Linked DNA regions of Callithrix jacchus: region 2 is linked to region 1. Evidence: chromatin contacts called from public Hi-C data. All regions are on one chromosome and are shown on one strand. Each heading gives the region's core, a stretch centred on a gene start, on an enhancer-like site or on the middle of the called end of the contact. The rest is flanking DNA. Distances are from core to core; before and after follow the strand shown.

Region 1 (5,772 bases), core at 1,819-4,318:
TGTCTGTCATGTATTACTGAATTACTACTGATAGTCTGAGGTGAAACAATGATATATGGTTATAAAGGAGAATGTAATTCTTAGGAGATACATGCCGAGATATTTAGGAGTGAATCTCAAGATATCCACAATTTACTTTCAAATGGTTCAGCAAATATGGAGAAAATACATCAAGATGTTACAACTGGTAAATATAGATGAAGTACATGGGTATTCATTGTACTCTTAACTTATCTGTAGATTTGGATTTTTTAAAAATAAAAGCTTCAGGGGGGAAATCTCAGTTCAAATGTCATATCTTCTGTGGAGGCTTTTTTTTGTACTTTTCTAGTGGAATTATTTTTATCTATCTTCAGTATTCCTTCAGGATTCTGTTTATATTTAGACTTTAGCACTTAACACATTTGTTAATTGCTAATTCCTAGGTCTGAGCTTTTCCCTATAGTGTGTGAAACTGGCCTCATCCTCATTCCCAGAATTTAGCTCTTTATCTGGCACCTACTAGGTATTCAATGTTTGTTGTATGAATGAGATAACTGAAATGCCACACTAACAAGCTAAAACTGAATCTTGACATTGTCTATATCACCAGTCTCAAATTTAATCAAATTTATCAAGCAGGAACCCTATGAAATGGTCCTTTGTGAATTGTACCCACATTAACATTCAGATTGATTTAAAACAAAGCATAACATGTTTCCCTCAAGGAGGCTCACCCTTAAGTCATCACAGGCATATTTTCATTTTAAATTCTTCACATTTTCGACTCAAGAAAATTAGAGAAGCATACCTGCTCTATATCCTTGGAAGTGGAGGTCTGGTTTTCTCCCATGATTCCGGACTGCTCATTTTCCCATGGTAATTTATTTTTTCCTTTTCCTGCACTTAATACCCTTCGGGTACAGATAGTTGGACTGTAAGATCCATAAATTTGCATGCTATCCCTCATGTGGTCACCACAGTGGCAGTGTGCACTCTGAGTTCTGTTACCAGCCAGAAGCCAGTCCGTATCTGCTCCATATGCCAAATGGTTTGACCTACCCTGGGCAGAAGATGGCATGAGTACTGCATATTCCACAAATCCCTGCTCTGTTAGCCTTGGTAAGGTTTTCCTAGCCAGTCTGGCCTGCACAGCATTCATCACTCCATCTCCATTATCTTGCAGTTCAACAGTATCCACAGCTTTAAAAAGGATGCTGGTTTTACCTGAGCCCATTGATGATGCCAATACAGCAAAAGCTTCTAAAGCTGCTTGGCGTACCCTGCGTTTGCTATCTACAAGAGCTGGGGCAAGATCAAAGGACAGTTTGGGCAAGTCAAAATCCTCACTAGGATAGGTCAGCAGGGAGCAGATGCATATGTTCACCACCTCCTCTCTCACTCTGGAATGCTTATGTTTGAGATGTTCCAGGAGTAAACAAAGCACCTGCTGAGGTCCTACTTCCTTCATTAGCTTGAGAAAGATTTTCATGTATTCTTGTTTGATCACCAACTTGTTGTCTGCCAGCACTTTGACTGAAGCTGCTATAACCGGTCCCAAAAACTGCTGTACCTGCTTTCCAAGGCGAGTAACCAGTAAATGTAAGACTTGAAGTGTGCCATGGACCACTCTGAAGTTAGAATCATCTAACAAATTATATAGCAAACTAATGAAGCCAACAAGACTAGAATGAGGAGTAGAACTAGGGTTAAATTTTCCCAGCACCTGCTTTAGTTCTTCGACGGCCTGAGTCCGGTTCTTATAGTCTTCCTGATCCAACAACCGTGAATGCAGCTCCTGAGGAATAATCCCAAATTTAAGATTGCTGTTGGAAAGAGTCACTGGACAGGGAAGGGGATCTTGAGGAAATCCAGAGGCTTCAAGTTCCAAATAATAAGGAACCTCACCACCAAACTGGGACTCCAGGCGCCGATTGTAGTGTCTCCTCAGGGCAGAGGGCAGACGAGAAATATAAGACTGAAATCTGTCTTGGCCAAGTCGCTCCCCAATTTGTTGAAGTGCGGAGAAAGCTGTCTCAGATTCTTCTTCTGTCTCCTGATCACCAAGCTTTCGGGCTAGGGATATTATCACCTCGGTGAGATCCAAACCAAGTAACAAGTCCTCAGTAGTAAGCAAGATGGGGAGCAGCAGTGCTGTGGAAGCTCTAAGTCGGGCATCGGTACTTTCCAGTCCTTGCTGTATAAGCGTTCTCAGCACCTCTCCAGAACTACGTTTCAGACATATATGCAGAATCTGCAGCGCATCTTTCCGCAAGGCTGGATTCTCTTCCCGTAACGAGACTACTAGTTGAGGCAAAAGTGCTAAGCTAAAGGCCTCTTCCAGCTGGCCTGCCTCCCCCTGACCCCGGAGAACGTCTGAGAGAAATTGCAAGCAGAGTCGCTTCTCATCACTACCTCCTTCCACAAGCACTCGGCCCAGTGCCCGATACAAAGCTTCCTTGCGTCGGGGGAAGCCAAGTCGACCGCCCCGCCTCGGCAAAGCAGCTTGCAAAGCCTGAAAGGCCTCAGAAGGATCCGGCGCGGTGCGAAGGAGTTGAAGGAGCCGAGTCTCCTCTTCATCTCCCCCAGACAAACTGCCTCCAGACCCAGACCAGCTGCTAGAGACTGCCTCCGAGGGCAACAAGAGGGCCGAGGCCAGAGGCGAGGTGGCAGTGGGGCAGGAACCGTGGTCCCCAGCAGCTCCACGGCAGTAGCAATTTTTCTCTCCTCTCATAATGTCCCCAACTCGACTATCATCAGTCTCTGAGGCGGAAGGACGACTGCGGCTCTGGAGCTGATAGGCACAGAGGACTGGAAAGGGCGGCAGCAGAAGCAGCGCGGTGGGCGCAGCCGCCATGCAGGGTCGTCAGGTGGCTGTGGCTGGAAGAAACCATTGCTGTCTCGGATGGGCTCAATGGAGCCCAGACTTCCAGATCCTCTCCAAGGCCCAAACTGCAGAAGAGGAAAAAGGACAGCTTCAACCTGCCGCCAGGCCGCCCCCAACTCCGGGAGGCAGCCTCTGGGAAAATGGCCCCCGTCTGCGCCCTAGACCCCACAGCTGCCGCCGGGCGTAACCAGGGGCACCACGTGACCAAACCGATCGCTTCCATGGTGATGTACCCAGCGCGGACCTCTTAACCCGGAAGTCCACTTGCCGTGATGAATGCTGGGTTACGTAGTTTACGTCAGATATTAAGACTAGGCCAAGGTCTCCTGGAAGAGGAAGTCACAACGCTGTAAACGTAGCTAGAGCGGAGAAGGGAGGAGGGGTGAAGACTTTAGACGGATGTGACGCTCTCCTTGCTCTGGGCGGAAATTGCCCGCCCCACCCGTAAGAGTTGGGGTTTGACCGGAGCTAGTGAGGATCCAGTCCAGGTCCGAGTTGTCCGCGACTCCTCCTCCTGTCGCTGCCAGCGTGATTACTGGGACTCAGGTATTTTCCTTTTGCTGTCCTCCAGCGGTGCAGGCTTTGGCAGTGTTTTGCCTGAATGCCACTGGTGCTAGAGTAAGAGGCAAAGGAATGAACGGAGCAGGTGGAAAGAGAGGCGACATCTTCTTGTGCAGGGCTCGTTACCCTTGTAAACGCGTTACTCTCTACAGCCCTGAGTAACAGCGATCCTTTCCTCTTGTCATCTGCTTGTCAGGACAGAAGATCCGGACCACGGCCAAGCTCACAAATCGGGTACTTTTTTTCAATTCCTGGTCTTTGGGGCCTTTATTCTCCCCGCCCTCCTACCCCTTCTCCTTTTGTTGACTTCTCTTAACCCTCCGGCCGTGGAGGGTTAATTTTTCGGGGGTAGGGAGGGGGGCGGCGGCCTTGTTTCCTTATCTCCATCACTTTGCGTTCTCTATAAAACGCACACAATCTGGAAATAGGTCTGTTTTGTTTTTGTTTTTGTTTTTGTTTTCCTGTAGCTAACCGCCTCTCCCCTAGCCGTTATCAAAGTCTTTCCTTCTAATGCAGTTCCTCTTTGGGACTCTCCCCTTCCCTCCGCCCCCTCCGTCTGCCGCCCTAGCTTCCCTGCAGGATCCTCAAGCGTCTCTGCAGCCTTTCAGTCTCCTAGAGACAGATTGCGAAGACAATTTCAGTTGCGGTGGAAGTTCTTGGCATCACGGTTCTCAGGGAATTCTGCCCTGTGGATTTAGGAATGATAGTAGACATTTCTTTATTTTAGGCGAACTGAGAATTTGGTGTGCATTTTTCTTCTCGTAAATGATACTTAAACGGACAGACCGAAAGAGCTGGAATGTCTAGTGTGAGCCTGAATGCTTTGGAGTGTGGAAGAGAGATGTTTTTTTTGAAGGAGTAATACAATTACTTTTGAATGACCCGTGCGAAAAGTCTAAGTTATCATTTGAAGACCCAAATTTATGCACTTCAGATGCAAGTTTTCCTACTCTGCTCTGTACCAGGTGGGATTTCTCTTAAATACTTTTTAAAGCCTTGGAGTGATTGAGTCACATATGCCAAACAGCTTTATAAATAATGCTTCCAGCTGATGCAAGTGCAAAAATAATTTCTGGATTTTTGCCTTAAAGCACAATTTGAATATCACAGATTTTTTTGCGGGGATTGGAGGGGAATAGACTATTAATGTAAATGAGGCTGTGTAAATATGCATTCTGTGTTTTGGTTTAAATTCTAGGTTGTTACTTTGGTTTTGATGGCCATTTTCGTGTTTAAATGAATCTGCCTAAATTAGGATTGGCTAGCATGTTTGATTTTAGGGACAGATTAAAGATAAGAAGGTGAAAAACAATAAATGATTGTAGCAGTTGCCGATGAGAAAGTATTTGGTTCTCATATTTAACCTAAGAAGCTTAAATGCATAGACTTCTGCTCACGTATTGCCCATACTTGAGGAACCCAGTTCAAACTAACCTGGAGAATGATGGACACATTACAATGCCAGTTTATGTTGGATCGGAATTTTCAGGTTGAAAATCCAGTACACCCTCTCTTGTACCCAAGAACTTGGGAAGCCAAGTTAATAACTAGAGGTTGTGTAGTGATCATGGAATCACAGAAAAGGAACTTCAAAAGTCTTAAATGAAAGACGTGGATACTTAAGCAGTTATCATGCCCTGTTCCTGGGGACAAAGCAAGATGAGTCTTCCTTTTGACTCGTTTTTTTATGTCCCTGTGGATACATTGCAGATTGCTATTTATTTTATATCTGTTATATTTTGTCTCTTTGATTGAAGACTTAGAAGATGCATTAGTCTCCGTGGTGGATATTCATCAGCATCACGTCTTACTGATTATCTTTTAGAGTTATTTTGTGGAACATGAATCTCATCCGTTTAATGTGTATTCTGTTTACTACGAAGCAGATTTTTTAAAAAATCTTACTTTGGAGGCCAGGCACTGTGACTCACACCTGTAATCCCAGCACTTTGGTGGGGCCAAGGAGGGTAGATCACGAGGTCAAGAGTTCAAGACCAACCTGACCAACATGGTGAAACCCCACCTCTACTAAACATACAGAAATTAGCCAGTGGGGTGGTGGGCACCTGTAGTCCGAGCTTCTTAGGAGGCTGAGGCTGAAGAATTGCTTGAACCCTGGAGATGGAGGTTGCAGTGAGCCAAGATTGTGCCACTGCACTCCACCCTGGGCAACAGAGTGAGACTGCATTTCAGAAAAAAAAAGAATCTTACTTTGGAAATCTAGGAATTCCTCATATATTGACTTAAGCCTTTTGTATTTAATCATATTTATATAGAGTACAAGTTTTAATCAGTTTTTAGAATAGTAGAATACACTAGTAGGTGTTTTATTAGTAATACACCTC
Region 2 (5,648 bases), core at 42-2,541, 190 kb before region 1:
CTGACAACTTTGAGTAACAGCTGTAAATGTTTCCTTGCGTACTGAAAAAATATATATACATCACAGAGTTACGAGCATTAATAATGTCATTTTCATTAGCAAGTGACATCCTGAGTGCAGCTTCTTTAGAAATTGTTTTGTTCAAGTTTCTGAACTTCGTTTTATACAAACTTTCTCGTGTCTGTATGTGGGGAAGGGGATGAGCAGTTTGTATTTAAGTTTCAGTTGTGTGATCTTTTTTTTTTTTTTTGAGACGGAGTTTCGCTCTTGTTACCCAGGCTGGAGTGCAATGGCGCGATCTCGGCTCACCGCAGCCTCCGCCTCCTCGGTTCAAGCAATTCTCTCGCCTCAGCCTCCTGAGTAGCTGGGATTACAGGCACACGCCACCATGCCAGCTAATTTTTTGTATTTTTAGTAAAGACGGGTTTCACCATGTTGACCAGGATGGTCTCAATTTCTTGACCTCATGATCCACTCGCCACGGCCTCCTAAAGTGCTAGGATTACAGGCGTGAGCCACCGCGCCAGGCAGTTGTGTGATCTTTAAAAGGCCGGGCACGGTGTCTCACGCCTGTAATCCCAGCACTTTGGGATGCTGAGGCGGGCGGATCACGAGGTCAGGAGTTAGAGACCAGCTAGCCAACATAGTGAAACCCCGTCTCTACTAAAAATACAAAAATTAACCAGGTGTGGTGGCGTGTGCCTGTGGTCGCAGCAACTTAGGAGGCTGAGGCAGGAGAATCGCTTGAACCGGGAGGTGGAGGTTGCAGTGAGCCGAGATCACGCCATTGCACTCAAGCCCTGGCAACGGTGCGAAACTCCGTCTCAAAAAAACAAAAGGGGAGGAGAGATGGTGTGTTTCCTGATCGACAAGGACTGAGCCAGTTTAGGTGTGAATTTTTAGAATAGAACTAGATAAAACGAGATGAGGAGCCCATTCAGGGGCTTTCTTTTAACAGGTAATAGACTGAGCTTTAAAGCCATAGTTGCCATAAGCAATAACAGTGAGTAATGGCTGATAAATGTCGCTACCATCATCGGCCGCTTCACAGCGGATATAATTCAGAATTAAGGACCACTAGCGGTCTTCAATTCGGTGAACTGCTGAGACCACTGCGGTAGGTTTTTTAACCCGGACCCAACAAAGAAGCCCACATAGCACAACCTTGACGTCACTCAAAGACAGGTCCCAGTCCCGACTGCTAGAGCAGTGACCCGCCCCTCGACTTCCGTCAGGGGCCACGCCACGCCTCAGGGGGCGGGGCGATGCCGAACTGCGGCGGGCTGGCTCAGTAAAGCAGAGGCGGCGGGGGAAGATGGCGGCGGCTGTTCCACAGCGGGCGTGGACCGTGGAGCAGCTGCGCAGTGAGCAGCTGCCCAAGAAGGACATTATCAAGTTTCTGCAGGACCACGGCTCAGATTCGGTACCGGAGGCGGAGGGGCGGCCGGGCTGGTGCGGCTGAGGGACGCCTCACCCCCCTGGAGATGCCCATACATTCCGTATTCCTCTGTGCCTCCGCCCTCGTCTTCCCGCGGCCGGTGGCCGGGCAGGCCGCAGCGGCCCAGTGTGCGCCTCAGAGCCTAGCTCCCGCCCCTCGGCGTGCCCTACTGGGGCGGCGGAGCAGCTTTATTTCTTGGGGCACACGGGTTGGCAACTGTGGAGTTAGGACCTCATTGGGATCCTTGAGTAGGGGTGGAGGCCAGAAAAAAAGGGACCCGAAGATATTGGGGATTAGGGCGGGGAAGCCGAGGAATAGTGGTGTGGATGAGACTCCTGGGAGCGGGGCGTCGGCTACTAGGGAAAAAGGGATGTGAAGATTTCTATGGGAACGGTTATCCAACTTAACTTTTCTCAACAATTTACTAAATACTTAATATTAATGCGAGTGATTTTTTAAAAATCCGTAGGTTGTGGTTTACGTTTTGGTTTAACATACCGACCCTTTAATGACCTTCTCACCTTTATACTTTCAGGGAGGTACGTGCACATTTCTCTTGTGCAGTGGTCTCCCATTGTTATAAACAGATTAAGAAATTTATTTGAAATTCTTTATACTGTATGCTCTCCATTGTCAGCATAGTCTCCATCTTAACCATATGTCTATAGTGAAGTTATTTTTGTTTTTTTTTTTTCCTTTGGAAATTAAGATCATTCATGTGTCTCTTAAATTGCTGAGATAGTTGTGCACGCCGCATTCTCCTCTGACAAGTGGCAGACTGCTTGTGTTTTCTATACAATTTTAAAAATTCCTAAACTTTAATTTAGAAAAATTGTTTCTGGGTTTTATTTTTGAGCTGGAGTCGAGCTGTTACCCAGGCTGGAGTGCAGTGGAGTGATCTCGGCTCACTGCAACCTCAGCCTCCTGGGTTCAAGCGATTCTCCTTCCTTAGCCTCCCAAGCAGCTGGGACTACAGGTGCGCGCCACCACGCCCAGCTAACTTTTTTGTATTTTTTTTTTTTTTAATAGAGACGGGGTTTCACCATGTTGGCCAGAATGGTCGATCTCTTGACCTCGTGATCCGCAGGCCTCGGCCTCCCGAAGTGCTGGGATTCAGGCTTGAGCCACCACGCCTGGCCTTAAGTTTTTTGTATTTTTAGTAGAGACAGGGTTTCACCATATTGGCCAAGGTGGTCTCGAACTCCTGACCTCGTGATTCACCCGCCTTGGCTTCCCAAAGTGCTGGGATTACAGGCGTGAGCCACCGTGAGGAGATTATATTTTATTTCATTTTGGAAGGGTGTCTTGACAGGGCGATATAAGAACTCTCCAACTTCCAGTTCCTTCTTCCTGAATCATTATCCTGGCAGTTGCATCTTAGATTAATGTAGTAAATATTAATACAACATCTGTAACAAAACCTATTCTCAATGTTTGGAGGTACAAGAGCGAAAAAGAAAGAACATGCATCGGGGAGCTTACCCCATTTTAAGCTATTTTTTCTTAAGCTAATTAATATTTCATCTGAAACAATAGAATAGACATATCATTAACATTTATTAATCCCTTTGTCCTGTACTTCATCATAGTCTTATGAAACAAATCATGCCAATGTGGAATCGAATGTAAAACTGGGCCACTTGGGACAATTTAAACAGACTTGGATTATCAAAAAAAAAATTTTTTTTTTTTTTTGAGACGGAGTTTCGCTCTTGTTACCCAGGCTGGAGTGCAATGGTGCAATCTCGGCTCACCGCAACCTCCGCCTCCAGGGTTCAGGCAATTCTCCTCTCTCAGCCTCCTGAGTAGCTGGGATTACAGGCACGCGCCACCATGCCCAGCTAATTTTTTGTATTTTTAGTAGAGACGGGGTTTCACCATGTTGACCAGGATGGTCTCGATCTCTTGACCTCGTGATCCATCCGCCTAGGCCTCCCAAAATCCTGGGGTTACAGGCTTGAGCCACCGCGCCGGCCCAAAATGTTTTTATAACATAGTAATCTTTTAAACCCACAGCCTTGGCCAGGCGTGGTGGCTCGTTTCTGTAATCCTAGCACTTTGGGAGGCCAAAGGGAGCAGATCACTTGAGGCCAGGCATTCCAGACCAGCCTGGCCAACGTGGCAAAACTTCATTTCTACTAAAAACACAAAAAATTAGCTGGGCATGGTGGTGGGCGCCTCTAATGTCAGCTATTCGGGAGGCTGAGGCAGGAGAATTGTTTGAACCCAAGAGGTGGAGACTCTTACTGTGTGACAGACTCTATGCTAAATGCATCAAATGGATTGTTACATTTTTATTCTTAGAGCAACTGTTTGACATAGATGCTATTATTAATCTTCCATTACAGATATGGCTGAGTCTTGTGGTTTTTTTGTTTTGTTTTGTTTTTCTGGGAGAGGGAGTCACACTCTGTCGCCCAGGCTGGAGTGCAGTGGCACAATCTCCGCTCACTGCAACTTCTGCCTCCCAGGTTCGAGCGATTCTCCTGCCTCAGCCTCCCTAGTAGCTGAGATTACAGGCGCACACTGCCATGTCCATCTGATGTTTTGCATGTTAGTAGAGACAGGGTTTCACCATGTTGGCCAGGCTACTCGCAAACTTCGGAGCTCCGGTGATCCACCCTCCTCAGCCTCAGGGCGAGGCTGAGTCCTTAGACAGGCTTAGTCCCCTTTGTAGTATCAGACAGCTAGGATTTTTTTTTTTTTTTTTTTTTTTGAGACAGAGTCTCACTCTGTCACCCAGGCCGGAGTACAGTGGCGCAATCTTGGCTCACTGCAACCTCTTGCCTCCGAGGTTCAAGCAATTCTCTTGCCTCAGCCTTCCAAGCTAGGACTACAGGCATACGTCACCATGCCCGGCTAATTGTATTTTTAGTAGAGTTGGGGTTTCGTCATATTGGCCAGACAGGTCTCAAACTCCTGACCTCAGGCGATCTACCAGCCTTGGCCTCCCTCCCAAAGTACTGGGATTACAGGTGTGAGCCACCGTACCTGGCCCAAAGAGGTAGGATTTTAACCTAGGTAATATGATTCCACAGCCCATACACCTAGCAATTGTGTGTGTGTGTGTGTGTGTGTGTGTGTGTGTGTAATGTTAGGTATGGTTATCTCAACATATCTGTGTTACCTGCTTGTATAACAGTGAGTCTTCCTAGTCTCCCAAGAATAGGTTACAGATGCCTCAGGATAGCTATGCCCAACCTGGCTGGAGGCTCTCAAAGGCTGCACCCAAGTATCCTCCTGCAGTGAGCAGCTGCCTCAAGTCACCACAGTGTGTTTGCTGTATAAATGTTATTTTTTGTGGCTGCGTGACTGGGAAAAGGTTAAGACGAACCACTCTGTCCAGTACATAACACTGCATTCCAGTCTTGTGAATAATTCTTATAAATATCCAATTTTTAAAAAATCTATCTTACATTTTTTTGTAATGAAATAGAGTATAAACTATAGGTTTTTTTCTTCTTCGATACTAGTACTATTGAAAATACAACTGCTAACATAAAAAGGTCACATTTTCTAATTTTAGACATTTCTTGCTTGAGATAAGTTATCTTGATTACCCAGCTTTTTCCCTTATAGTTTCTTGCAGAACATAAATTATTAGGAAACATTAAAAATGTGGCCAAGACCGCTAACAAGGACCACTTGGTTACAGCCTATAACCATCTTTTTGAAACTAAGGTGAGTATTGTTAGATTCTGTTAACAGAATAACAGAACTTTTGAAATTGTACTTCCTAAAAGATGTTTAGAATGCATTTATTTGCTGAATGTGTTGGAGCTTCTTCACCTGCAGTTTTTTTGAACCATTATCATAAATGGACTAGCTGTCAAATCTAGCAAGGCTAATCAGGAATATGGCAGAATGTTTCGTTATTTTCAAAGGGTTTGGATTTTGTAGCTTAAATTGAGACAACAAATTCTTAAGGCCACTAGTTATATATTCATTAGGGCAGTGGTATTTCCATACTTTAGCATATGGTATATATTAAATTTTTTGTTTTATTATATAAAATGTTATACAGAAAATGTTTCCATTTCACTAATGAATTTAAAGTCTGGTTTAGATTTAAGCTGAGCATTTACAAAAATAAATTTTAAGATATTCTCCCATATTTGTTCACTATGAAATGAGTATCTTCCATAGGAAAAAAATCTTTATTCAGTAGTTATTTGAATAGTATTTATATCTCTGGGTATGAGTTGGCCTT

Evidence for each region. A called contact is a pair of places that touch in the nucleus more often than the background predicts.
Region 2: a Hi-C map of skeletal muscle shows a contact between it and region 1, with 3 times the contacts expected there. The contact joins the promoter of FKBP3 here to the promoter of TOGARAM1 in region 1. A contact is called at or near these places in 2 of 3 Hi-C or Micro-C datasets (both in skeletal muscle).

Annotation. Positions count from the first base shown.
Region 1 is chr8:79,511,675-79,517,446 of calJac240_pri, reverse strand. TOGARAM1 (TOG array regulator of axonemal microtubules 1) reads right to left here and starts at 3,068. Exons shown (of 20, transcript XM_035260411.3): 1 at 791-3,068. The coding sequence starts at 2,836. It overlaps KLHL28 (kelch like family member 28), which reads left to right and starts at 3,311. Exons shown (of 6, transcript XM_078334837.1): 1 at 3,311-3,412.
Region 2 is chr8:79,695,035-79,700,682 of calJac240_pri, reverse strand. It overlaps FKBP3 (FKBP prolyl isomerase 3), which reads left to right and starts at 1,291. Exons shown (of 7, transcript XM_002753855.7): 1 at 1,291-1,423; 2 at 5,018-5,119. The coding sequence starts at 1,316.